2 separate regions of the Mus musculus genome follow, and region 2 is linked to region 1. The links are chromatin contacts, called in public promoter capture Hi-C maps. All regions are on one chromosome and are shown on one strand. Each heading gives the region's core, a stretch centred on a gene start, on an enhancer-like site or on the middle of the called end of the contact. The rest is flanking DNA. Distances are from core to core; before and after follow the strand shown. Region 1 overlaps Gm46414 (a long non-coding RNA gene). Region 2 holds the start of S1pr3 (sphingosine-1-phosphate receptor 3).

Region 1 (6,692 bases), core at 2,431-4,930:
GGGGGGTGCTGCTTACTGGCTTGCTCAGCCTGCTTTCTTACAGAACTCAGGACCACCAGCCCAGGGATGGCACCACCCACAATTTTTACAGCCAGATCTTATAGAAGCATTTTCTCAATTCAGGTCCCCTCCTTCCTGATAACACTAGTTTTCGAGTCAAGCTGACACAAGACTAGCCAGCACAATGATCATAGGCACTGAGTGTGGACATGGACATTAAGTGTGGGCACAGACACTGTGTGGGTGGCAGGAGTGTGAGGCCGCTGGCTGCATTGCAATCTCAGTCAGGAAGCAGATGGGTGAATGCTGGTGTTCATCTCCTTTTCTCCTTTTTATATATATCCAAGGACTGAATCCCATCCCTAGGAGCCCAGCCAACCCCCAACCAGCCTAACCTAGAAACTCCCTCGCAGACATGTGCAGAGGTTTGTCTCCCAGGTGATTCCAGACCCTGTCGATCTGACAATCAATATTAGATATCACACCTTCTAGAACTTCTCACTAAGCCCCATCTCCTGAAGGAGCCATGCTGGGGACTGGTCTCAAACCTGAGTGGAGAGTATTCCTGATTCAAACTGGAACAAAGTCTTTGTAGGGGTGAATTGTTTGTCTGCTCTGCGCTCCCAGCAGGTGATTGTTGGATTCCAGTGCAGTTAGCTCCAAGTGGTGAGTGCACTTCTTGCCACCTGCCAGAGTTCTCTGAATTCATGAATGAAAAGACATATGCACAGTGTTATTTTCAATATTCTTTACTAGCTCCATGGCTGGGCATTTCCAAGCCTCCCCGTGGCTATCACACACTCCCCTCTGGTATTTCTGATTTAATACTTGCTAAGTCTAAATTTTATCTCTGCTACTCCAGACCCAACTGGGGGAGTGGCCCCTAGAGCCACTTTCCCGGATTCTTACATGTCTGCGGGCTTTTAAATCGGATCTTCAGCATCTTCCTCTTTCCTTCTGTCAGTTGTCCAGGAAATCTACAAGTCCGTCTCTCTGCCCAGCCATTGGCCCTTGGTAACTTTATTTCCCAATCAGAGTCAACTGGGGGCAGGCTTCCTTTAGCCTACCTGCAGAACATTGCAAACAGGTCTTTTGGGTAACACATTATCATGAGAACTCAAGGCGCTACAGTACTTGAACCTCCCAGCCTTCAGAATGAGACTACCCTTTCTGGTTCTTAGGCATTTGAACTTAGGTGGGGACTGAAAATCAGCTTCTCTTGCTGTCTGGCCCACAGACTCAGGTCTTAGACCTTATCAAGTCTCTGCCATCATGTGATCCAAGCCTTTACACCCTTGTGGGTCTGTGTCAGTAGACAGCTAGGCTAAGACACAAGGCCATCTGGGTTCGCTTTGAGTCAGTTCATGAGAGAATGTGGAGAGGGAGGAGCCCCAGGTGCTGTGGATATGTCTTGTAGAGCAACAAGCAAATCCCAGGGCACGAACAGAGCCTGAAACCTGAGTCAGGAAGGCTGCGGTACTTGACTATCAGTGCCCATGGGCAGAGGCTTCTGGATGACAACCCCCTACGTAAGCAATCTGGTCAAAGCCCACTGGAAAGGCTTTGTGAACCTGGTGTTCTGACTCCTTGGTAAGGATTGACCAGAGCTTCATAGCAACAGGAATGTCCTGAAATGTCCTGAAATGTAAATACATTACCTAGTTTCCCAGGAGTAAAGAGAACTTGGTAAGGCAGATTTGTTCTCAACCTGTTCTTTTTTTTTTTTTTATAGCGCCTGTAAATTGAGTTTAATAGTTATTTAATAACTCTATTAGTTATTAATATGACCCGGACAGGCCCCTAATAATCGAGTTAGAGTCCTTTGAAATTTTTAATCAGCTCTTGCACAACTACTGGGGCATTACTTCTAATCTCTTTTTCTATACACTAGATTGTCTACTTTCTAGATGCTCTCCCCAAGAACTTGCTGTTTGAGTCTTTTCCGGGTTACTTCTGCTCCAGCAGTCTGTCTTGGGGACCTCCCAGCCCAGTACCTGAAACTCTGCCTACCTCTATTCTTCCCAGTAATTGACTATGGCCACTTTTATTTAGCCAATAGCTTTGAACTGGAGAGCAATTTACATAGCATTACTCGGTGTACATGAAGATCTGCTTGTCTACAGGAGGGTCTGTTAGTCAGGGGGCAAACAGATCTTGGGAGCCAGTATTTAGCGTTTGCATACACAACACCAGGTCAACCCCCAACAGTGCTCTGTGGGGTGTGTGTGTGTTTGTGTGTGTGTGTGTTATGTTCCCTATCTGGGGCCAGTAAATGTTTCTTCATGTCTCTCCAGGAAAAGTCACACAGCATCATATGAGTTCTTTGTCTTTTTTCAAGGGCTTCTGTTTTCTTTTTAGTCTTTCTTTCACATTCTTGAGTTTTCATAGTAAGCTCACAATGCTTCTCTAATCTGAACAATTCATGGCATTAATAAGCAGGGACAGATGACTAATTGGAGACTCTGTGTTGTGTCACTAGTCAACAGAATGCACGGAACAGAAGCAGAGGTGTGACTGGGGTGGTGTCACCTCTGGTAACAAGTGTGGTGGCCCAATGACAGCCACGGACCTGAACTCATTCGTGGCTTGTTGCAATAAATGCCCTTCGTGTACTATATACTGTTTTAAAGTAAGGATTGATTCCGTTTTCCGCTAGCACATGTAGGGTTATAAAGATGTCGGAGCTAGGGCTGCAGTTGGCTAAGAGCACTTGCTGCTTTTTCTTCAGATAGAGTCTTACCCTATAATTTAGGCTGGCTTTGAACTCACTGAGATCTGCCTCTGCCTCCCCAGTTCAGGAATTACAGGTGCATGTCACCTTTATGCCAGGAACTTGTTGATTTTGCAGAGGACTGGAATTCAATTCCCAGCATCCACTAGGGTAGATTCATAATTGCCTCCAGGGGAGTATGCAACTCCTTCTGCTGGTTTCAGACACCATGCCCATGTGCATAAACCCACACACAGATACACACACGTAATTTTAAAAATGTTGAGGACTAGATGACAATCAGTAATCCTAATCTAAATAAACAAGCAAAAACAATTGTATGAGAATCTGCACTGTAGTTCTGATTGCATTGATGACATTGGAAACAGTCTACCTTTGTGCCCTTCTGTCAAGCTGCATTCACTGGGAACAACTGTTGAGCCAATAAGAGGAACACATTACTGATATTTACAAGGTAGATGAATCTCAGAGTCATTATTCTGAGCCACAGGAGTTAGAAATCAACCAGCAACAGATTAACAGGAAACCAAAACAACCAACCAACCAACCAACCAAAACAACAGATGTATAAAAGTTTATCAGAGGTGAGTACCCAATAACTCGATGAAATGTAGAAACTTATACCCTATTCCTCATGGAGGAGAGGGAGTGGTGTGTGTGTATGAAAGAGAGGGCATGTGAGCCCCCCCCCTCTCTGTGTGTGTGTGTGTGTGTGTTGACTGTGCTGAAGTTGGATGACTTCCCCAATCTCTTCCCATCTTGTTTCCTGAGGCATGGTCTCTCAGCTGAACCTGGAGTTAACCAACCCATCATGTTAAAGATCCAAGCCCATGTCCCCACTCCTGGGTGGCAAATGTGTCATCTGCGCACACACACACTCACATACTGGGCCAGGGGTGGGGGAAGTGCACCAGCAAGGCGAGAGAGGGGAGGTTCACAGTTCCCACTCAGTGGAAGCATCCATCCCTAGAAGCTGCTCCCGTGTGTGAGGTCAGCCTGAGAGATATTTTCACTGACATCCTAGTTTGTTTTGATTTTCAGTTGTTCTGCAGAAGTCAACCCTATTCTTCATGAAAAGGCTGAGTATCACTGTTTGTCACAGATGACAATTTTACCCTGGGAAGCTGAAACTGCCTTCCAAAATGTTCACTAAAGAACAGAGAATGTATCCAAATACAGACTCAGGAAAAGTACCTTCCCTGCATCTTTGGCTTTGTCAGAGCCAGAACAGTGGGTTGGTACTAAACACTGCTCTGAATCTGGTTTCAATTATCCCTGCAGGAGTACTTTGCAAGCTCCTAGATGCCTGTGCCTCCATAGCAGCCCTCCGCAGGATTCCTCTACCACCTCTCCAATGCAATAAGAGGCACATCCCAGTAAATAGAAGCCTGAACCCCCTTCCAGAGTTCAGCAGATGCCAGGTACGTGTACAGAAATAATCACCTTTAGAAGGAGCAGAAAGCTTTTTGAAGACATGTTAACACGTTTGTCTGTCTGTCTATCTATCTATTTATCCATCCATGTGTCTGCCTGCTTGTTTGTTTTGTGGCCCTGGGCATTGAGTCCAGGACCTTGCACATGTCAGGCAATCTTCTTCTACAGCGTTTCAAAGAACTTCATTCCCACACTTGACTTCAGACTCGTAGATGCCACTCAATATTATTTCACTTCACAGTGTCCTCACACACACACAATGTCTTCAGGAGAGGTCTTTGGCTGAGTTACATCCACAGCATCCTTTTTCCTTGCAAATGTCCAGAAGCCTTGTTAGCTGTTGTTTGCAGAACTTTGTGGATGGTATATTATACCGAGCCATCACTGGTAACAGAACACTAAAAATTCTTGTTTCTCTGGGTCTGGTGGTGACACGGGTTCCATCACTGGAGAGGCAGAGGCAGGAAGAGCTTGATTTCTAGGCCAGCCCGAGCCACTGAGTCAGACTCTTGTCTGAAACAAATGGGTAGCATAGTAATAACCAAATGCACTTGAGATGATAATTAAAATAAATAAAAATGACTTTCCCACTTGATCTTAGCCAAAAGGCCGAGAAGCGGTATGGCTTTCAAAATATATCAATTTTTATAAATATATACTTGCAAGTCGGTTGATGACACACTTTATGGCCTGTCTATGATTAAGGTCACCAGAGGTGGCTACGTTTTTGATAGTGGATGTTTCTAGATTGCCGGTCTTCAGCCTACCAGACCTCTCCTTCCTCATCTGCCCTCAAAACTGAACTTTCACATAGTTCAAAGGTCAGTAAGGATCACTGCAAGTCCAGTGACAGTTACTGATTTAAGACTTTGAAAAAAAAATACCATGAGTCTGAAAGACAGCAAAGGTTTCAAACTAGCGAAAAGGAATTAGAACTCGGAGATTTGCTTCTTTTAACACGGAACAGGACATTAGCTTCATTTAGCATCTTTGAGGAATTTTTAAAGAATCAAAGATTCTTTGTCCCTGTATCTGAAATGAGTGTGTTTGGTGGTTTAAAAAAAGGGGGGGGGGGAGGCTACACTGGAAAGAATTATTTTAGTTTCTCCTAAATCTTTCTTTAAACAAATATACCTTTCATAACATTGAATCAACAAATTCAAAAGTGTTGAAAATGAAGCACGGGGCTGTGGAGAGGGCTTGGCCAGTGAAGGTGCTTGCCACCAACCCTGACAGCCTGAGTTTGATGTCACAGCTCCAGGTTACAGAGCATCCTCATAGGGAAGTCAAGGGGCTAGGTTTTCCCATATCAATCAAAGTAAGCAAGACAAACCCCACCCACACACACACAAACATGCCCCCTGGCTAACCCGATCCAGGAGATACCTCACTGGGACTCTCTACACCTGGTCCCTGACAGATGAAACGGCTCATCACAACTGTCATGAACCTGCTTGTACTGTATGTGCAGAGGTCTCTGTTCTTATGGAAACAGTGATTTGAAATGAAGCATCAGAGACTCTCAGCGGCCTCCCACCAGCTCCCAGCAAGTACCAGAATAATCTCGCTTTGCATTCAATGATGCCAGAACAGTTGACTTCAGAAACTGACTTGCTGAGTTGACTTCCCCCAAAAATTGTGAAATGATTTTTGACTTGAGATCCGGACAAACTTACAGCAGTCTCTGGAGAGGTCTTAAACATACATTTGCCGTTTTGTGAAAGTGCTTGCCCTTCAACAGAGCTGAATTCTCAACACTGATGATTCTGAAATCAAAATACTGATCAACTCTAAAAAATGACAAAGATTTTTTTAAAGCATTTACACCCTGCTAGATCAGACCTTCAGCCCCGAATTAATGCTCTCTGTAAAGAGAGACAAGCATACCTATCCCATAACTATGCAGATTTGTTTTTCGTTCAGCAAAATGTTAAAATTATATGCCTACCAAAGAATTGATTTAAAATTAAAGCCTTTATGGTTGGTTTTCCTTAAGTCTTTGCTTTGTGTTCCTATTTCACACAGTCAACACTCGGCTGGATAGTTTCTTGAGCGAAGAGCAGTGACAGAGAAGAAAGTTTTAAAAGCTGCAATGTTTGAATCTATGCACACAGGACTGAGCCACCAGCAGGGTCTTCCCCCCCACCCCCTTAATTTGATAATTACATTCATACAGAGTTGCAAAGCGCTTACAATTGCCAACACAACCTTTTAAAGTAAGGTGGGCTTCAGGCCTGGCTCCCCACTCCCCTGATTCTACCTTTTAGGAGACTCAGACACTCTGTCTTGCTGAATGACTCAGGCAAGAAGATTAAGGGTTTGAAGTCAGGCTAGGCCATAGAGCAAAACCCTGTCTCAACAAACAAGCAAACTAACTACCGTGGAACACTAAGATAATTACTACCGATTTCTAGATTCACAAGAAGCCTAGCATAATCAAGACAGTATTATTTTGGTAACAGAATAGACCAGCAGTTCTCAATCTGTGGGCCACAACCCCTTTGGGATAGAATGACCCTTTCACAGG
Region 2 (6,542 bases), core at 3,410-5,909, 53 kb after region 1:
TAGCTCCACATCTAGAAGTCTGTGGACAGCACAACTTAGGGTGAATGGATTATTAAATATTTTTAAAAGAGAACATGAAATTGGGGGGGGAGGTAAGGAGGTGGGGGATGGATCTGAGAAGAGTGGAGAGGGTGAATATGGCCAAAATATATAAATTTCCTCAAAGAACTAATAAAAATATCTTAAAATCCATAAATAAGATAGTGAGTGATTGAGGAAGATACCTAGTAGTGTCTACATGCATAAGGACACATGTTCACACATTTTTCACAACCCCACTTCACACACACACACACACACACACACACACACACACCCCACAAAATTAACATAAATGAATCAATAAATGCAAGTGGGAAAAATGGGGTCTGGCCATTTGAATAAGTATGGCCCCTGTGGGTTCCTATCTTTAAATGCTTTAGTCCCCAGGGAGTGGCACTACTTGAAAGGATTAGAAGGACTTGGGGGAGGGGTGGCCTTGTTGGAAGCAGGGCATCATGGGAGATAGGCTTTGAGGTTTCAAAAGCCCATGCCAAGCCCGGTGTCTTCCTCTCTGCCTGCAGATCAGGATGCAGCTTCCAGGGACTTCTCCAAGGACATGCCTGCTGCCATGCTCCCTGCCATGGTGACAATGAACTAAACCTCTGGAACTGTAGGCCAGCCCTCAGTTAAAGGCTTGCCTTCATAAGGGTTGGTCATGAGGTTTCTCTGCAGCAACAAAACAGTGACTAAGACCGGGAGGAAAAAGGAATTCTTAGACATTTTTGGTAGGAATATAAAGAAGTACAGATGCTACGAAAGAAAGAAAAAAAAAAGAACTAAAAATAGATCCAGCCTATGAGTCAACTGTCCTACTTCTGGGACTGTAACTAAAGAGGTCCTTGCATGGCATCACACACAGTGACAAAGACAGCTCAGGTCCCCGTCGCAGGCCAATGCTCTGACCATGGCTTCCCTTTCTCTTTTCTCTGTCTCTTGAGTGCTGGGATTGCCACTGTGCATGGCCATATTCAGTTTATACTGTGCTGGAAATGGAACCTAGGGCCTCGTGCACACTAGGCAAGCACTCGACCCACTGGGCCACATGCCCAGCTCTGCCTTGTCCTTTAGATCAGCATAAGGCCATGGAGGCACAGCTGCAGGCTGACTGGGTGCTGGAGGGGAGAACACGGCACAGTAAAAGACACGGGAAAGTTCCATCATATTCTACAATGCAAAGGCCAAGTCCAAACAGCTCTGCCCACATGCCGCCGGCACACAGCTGCGAGCTGTCACTGTAGGATAAAGACCTCAAGTTTGGGTTTCTCTACTATGAAGCTAACATGGGTGCATTTAAAACAACTCAATTATGAGAGACGGAATAGAATGAGAAGGCTGCTGTCCACACCAACAATAGCCTCATACTCTCACACGTATCACAAACACCACACACATAAACACACATCACACACCTTACCACACACTATACCCATATCACACATAAACACATGCATACACATACATCACACTACATACACATACTCACACGTCACTACAGATAACACCATGCAAACGTGTACGTTACACACCGCACACATCACAAACATACACATACAACACCATACAAGCACACTGTGCAAATGCACACTCACACATGCACACACACCCACTCCTGAGATGCACACATCACATACCACACTAATCACCACACTCATATCACAAGAGGGAGCACCTGCGCACGCGCGCACGCACACACACACACACACACACACACACACACACACACACTCTTCTCATTACAGATAACGCTGCACACAATCCACATCTCACGAGTTCTCATAGCACACACCACACAGACACGTGTCTATGAGTGTCTCTGAATACTGTCAACGTCTTTCTAAAACACAAACTGTGAGAAGAACAGTTCCTGGAACTCCTGGCTGACCTCAAGGATGACTACAGGACAGAGTAGGAGTGTGGTGATGAGGACAAGGCACTTTAGTCACTTGGCGTTGGCCGATGGCTGTCACGGAATGAACTCCCCTGTGAAGGCTGTGGCAGTGAGTCAAAGGATCACCGTGCTCCCCAATAGGGTCGTGTGGCACACAGGGCCATGCTCCATTCCACAAGCCCAGGGCCAGCTTCGAATACAAGGCCATCTCTCCCCAGATCTGAGTGGTGCGTACCGGCAGAGAGGAAGTGGCTTGAGGTTGTCTGTCAAGTTGCAGAGTGACCACAAGACCCAAGCCCCCAGTATTGTCTCAAGCGAGTTCCTTTCTCCCATGCTGCCTATCTACAATAAGTTCAGCCTTTTCTCTGGAACCATGATACCAAATGTCAGAGTGCTTCAGAAATACAACCCAATAGGACATAAACATGTATGAACATGCATGTAGCACAAACACACTCTCCGGGAGGGAATGACTCACACGTGGGGGGGGGCAATAAACCAAACCCTACGGAGTTAATGCCCCAGTCAAGTCTAAAGCCATATGCACTGCTGTGGGTAAGCCAAAGACAACCAGCAGGGAGGACTCTCTAACTACCGGGATTGGCCCTCGGTCTTCTGAACTGTCTATTCATGCCCACAGGGATCGGACAAAGCCTCCGCACGCTGGCCAGCCATATACTGCAGCAGACAGATGTTTATCTCACCCAAACATTCTCACAAGCATGCTGAGAATGGTGTTCAGGAAGTATGTAAGTCCCCCAAGGCTCAGGCCAGGGGAGGAAGCATAATCAGGCACCTGCTGACCTCTCCACGGAAAACCAACCGCTTCTTAGTTTCTAGCCGGAACTGTGTGATTGGTCAGCTCGCTAGCTCACACACTTTTACTTTCTGACACACCTGTCTGATTCTGTCCTTTCTGGGGATGGTTGCAGAACATGGATCCCCTCGTTCTGCTGTTCCTGCTGAGGTTATGAGTTGGTTTTTCTCTCATCAGCCAGCAACACCCAAGGGAAGATGCATTTGGAGAAATCTGCCTGTAGCGGGCTCTATGGACCTAGAGACCCACTGAGAGCTGAGTATCTGAGCTTTAAAGCCCAGATACAGAACAGCAGGAGGGGTAAGGTCACTAGCATGGTCCACAGAAGAAAGGTCTCCATCACAGCAGACAGGGGAGGGGCCTCCATCACAGCAGTGAGAGCTAGAGCCTCCATCAGAACAGACATCACAACAAGGAACAAGACAGGGAGAAGGAGGCCTGGACTGGGAAGATGGCTGCTTCTGGTTAGGAAACTTGGAGGGAAAAGAAACCTCATTGAAAGACAGGTTTCAGGGATACCACAGGGATGCTGTGGGTGGAATCACTCTTAGGAAAGACTGTCATTAGCAGTAAGAGCCCTGGTACCTCTCAGGCTGTGGGAGTCTGGTGTCTGAGGCTGGAGGAGCTGTCATAGAGAGACTCAGGGTCACCCTCTTCTATCCAGAGGACCATTTACCCGGGGAATGGAGAGACAGATGCTGTATAAAACACACCTCCAGCAGCCGGGGCAGTGATGGTGACACAGTGAGAAACAGCTAGAGCACCAGGCCTTTTTGTGGGGTTAGACATAGCGACCAAGAAACTGTTGTTACCCTGGCCTCAGGAAGTGGCTGCAGAAACAGCTACAGAAGCATCTTCAACTGTGGCCACCTCTGCTTTCTTTAACTGGATGCTGTAGGAGTCAAGTATACAGAGACACGCCCATTCTCACTGCACTTGGGGAGAGAACTAGCTTTCCCCAGCTGTGTCCAAGACACTAGGCAAATTTGGGAGGCTAGGCAGTAGGACCAGAGCTCAGGAGAATCGCGCTGCTACTGAGCAGCCAAGGCAGCTGGAGCTCTGCAGCCTGGCTCCTGTGACCCGGAGGGCTTGTGCGTCTCACCAGACAACAGAGAAGGCCAAGACCGGCCAAGAGCTGCCTTTACATGCCAGATGAATCCCAAGAAAGCGGTAAATTCATCTTCTGTAGGCAAGAAAGCCCCAGAGAAAAGGTAGCAGGGACCTGGAACCCTGCCTGCTCGGGAATTTAGCTGCGGTCTGCTTCCTCTCCCCTCTCCTTCCCCAAGCTGGTCTGGAGATCTTTTGCATTTCCTTTGTAACTGACAATTGTGCCTGCGGTTCCCCCCAAAGATTCTCATTTCTCCCCACATGGCCGGTGAGGCTTGCCCAGAGCGCAGGAGTAGACTGGGTACAGTTAACTAAGGTAGACAAGACACAGGAGTCAGGACCTGAAATGCACAAGAGGCTGGGGTCCCTGCCTTCAGCTCCGAAAGGGATGGGGGCAGGGGCAGGAGTCCAAAGGGGCAGGGGGCTTAGCTTACCAGCTCAAGCTGGTAGTCGGTTGATTTCAGGTTAAAGATAGTATAGTTAACACTGGTCACCTCAAGGTGAGTAACAGTATTAATAAGAATCCGCTCAAATCCTTCTGGACACTTAGGTAGATATCTACCCAAGCCCAGTTCTGCACCCGGTTAGGTATCTGCAGCTGCTGGGTTCTGGAGCACTTAAAATTAGCAGGATAGACGCAGAACCTTGGAGTCAGAGTATAGGTTTGGGGGTGGGGGTAGATGATCGGCAGAGGAATAGGGGCAGAGGGATACAGAGGGTTGAAGAGCCCCAGCCCGAGTCCCAGAGTCCAGACAGCGCGGATGCAGAGAAGTAATCCAGAGACTGGGCGGGGACGTAGCCCGAGGCGGGGACGTGGCTGGGAACCAGGGCGTATCTGGGGACCAGCCCGCGAAGCTCTGAAGCTTGGGTTAGGGGCGGCAGGAGGCGGGGTGAGTTTGGGCCCCGCCCCGGAGGGCAGTGGCAAAAGTTTGCCTTCGGATTCTCTGGGGCAGAGTCTGGGAGAACAAGTTCAGGGGCAGGCGACAAGGTCCGGGTGCTGAGCAAGGTGGCTGGACAAGCCTAGCGGGAGAGAAACCTGAGGCCACGAGCGACCTCCGGAGGAGCCCCTAGACGGGAGTCTTAGCTGAGACACGGCAGCATGCAACCAGCCCAGATGCGCCTTGCAGAACGAGGTGAGCGGCGGGACCGGATCCCGGGGTTGCACAGACCAGAGTCGCGGGTTGAGCGCCTGGGGGTTCACCCGAACCCCCTTTTTGGATAAAATTTCAACCAAGTCGGGGCACCAGAGTGACTTGGGCTCGCGAGTGCCTCGCTTCGGCCACCCCCTCCTGTTCATATCCCGGAGAACAGGACATAACCGCCTGTTGGAGCTGGTGGAGAGGTATAGGGTTCCTTTAAATAACAACCAGGGCTTTCTAAATGTGTTTGTAAACTCGGAGCAGAGTGAGCAGGCTGTCCAAGGGAAAGATTCTTGCTTTACTTGGCTAATTAAGAAGTTAGACAATCTTAGGAGAAGAAAACCTGGGCACTGGGAACGGCTGTGGGTTTTCCCTCTGGGAGAAAGCAAATGATTCTTTTAAGTTTTATTAGTGACAAAATTCCAGTTTTCTTAGCACTTCTCAAACTAGGCAATTAGGAGTGTCAGGCCTGGAGCTAGAAGACAAGGTGCCAGCAAAGTGATAATGAGAGAGAAGATTGGTGTGTCATATGTTCTTAACTGAAATAGAAGAAAGGGAAGGGTGACCATTAACCATGTGCCTGTACATGGTCTCTGCGTCCCTGTCTCTCCAGCCTTTAACAATCCTGACACCATGTTCCTTAGATTTGATGTAAAAGGGGGTTTCTCGTCAGCTGTTTAAAGGGAATCCTTTGCTTTAAACAAACACCTCTTCTTCTTGACACCCCCTCCTCCAAAGCCTCCAGAGTCACTCATTCTAAGGTCTGCAGCCAGAAGTCTCTGGTATTGCATATCACCACCTACAAAAATGTATCTATTCAAAGTTCCATCCTTTATAGACGAAAACCAAGCAGACAGGGAGGGCCAAGAGAATATAATTCCTAGAAAGTGGAGCAAGGGGTTGCATACCTCAGGTAAAGGCCTGGCAAGTTGTGGCTGTGGTCAGGGCTGTTTGGTTGAGGTGGTGGTGGTGGTGGTGGTGGTGGTGGTGGTGGTGGTGGTGGTGGTGGTGGTGGTGGTGGTGTGTGTGCCTGTGCGCAGGCGCTCTGTTTGGGTAGCTGTGGAGGAATCTAGATCTGTAAGCTTCTTAAGGGGGTGCAGAGCTCAGTGCTTGGGGGAGTATTGTGTGGCCATATACCTTCACATCAGATCTTTCCATCAGCAGACTGGCAGATGCTCTCATCTGGTCAGTGTCAGTCTGCCCACATACATCAGAGCTTGCCCTTAGGAAGCCCCCACTGGCATTTGGGGAGATTGACGTCATAACCACTTAGCATTTCCCCGAAGCCATTTGCTCTTTACACACACACACACACACACACACACAGCTACACACATACAAACACACACACACACACATGCATGCACATGCACATGCACATACACACACACACACACCATACCGAGACCCTCCTGGTTCTCTACCATATTTGGATGAAGGAACTCCCATTTCCTGCAAAGCTTTACGTACTGACTGACCTGATACCCTGCTTCCCATGAGTCAGGGACTGGTCCCTTTTCTAGAAAGCATGATCCTTTGTTACACAGAT

Evidence for each region. Promoter capture Hi-C pulls out the DNA fragments that hold promoters and counts their contacts.
Region 2: a contact with region 1 is called in a promoter capture Hi-C map of cranial neural crest. The contact joins the promoter of S1pr3 here to the enhancer-like site in region 1. A contact is called at or near these places in 10 of 39 promoter capture datasets (the 3T3-L1 cell line, cancer-associated fibroblasts, cranial neural crest and 6 more), 15 of 484 Hi-C or Micro-C datasets (the 3T3-L1 cell line, the STO cell line, embryonic fibroblasts and 5 more), 4 of 115 datasets of contacts at active chromatin or transcription factors (craniofacial prominence, embryonic stem cells and large pre-B cells) and 2 of 9 other capture datasets (adipose tissue and embryonic stem cells).

What each region holds. Positions count from the first base shown.
Region 1 is chr13:51,351,696-51,358,387 of GRCm38.p6, forward strand. Gm46414 (a long non-coding RNA gene) reads left to right here. Exons shown (of 5, transcript XR_001780947.2): 3 at 4,013-4,152. Among named protein-coding and RNA genes, the nearest start is that of S1pr3, 54 kb to the right of the region's middle. Within about 2 kb of position 3,681, at least 10 of the 459 cell types and tissues checked have an H3K27ac peak or open chromatin away from gene starts, as enhancers often do. A contact at or near this core is called in craniofacial prominence and second pharyngeal arch cranial neural crest, where this site is marked.
Region 2 is chr13:51,403,959-51,410,500 of GRCm38.p6, forward strand. It overlaps S1pr3 (sphingosine-1-phosphate receptor 3), which reads left to right and starts at 4,660. Exons shown (of 2, transcript NM_010101.4): 1 at 4,660-4,987. The region is part of intron 1 of Gm32834 (a long non-coding RNA gene); the gene reads right to left.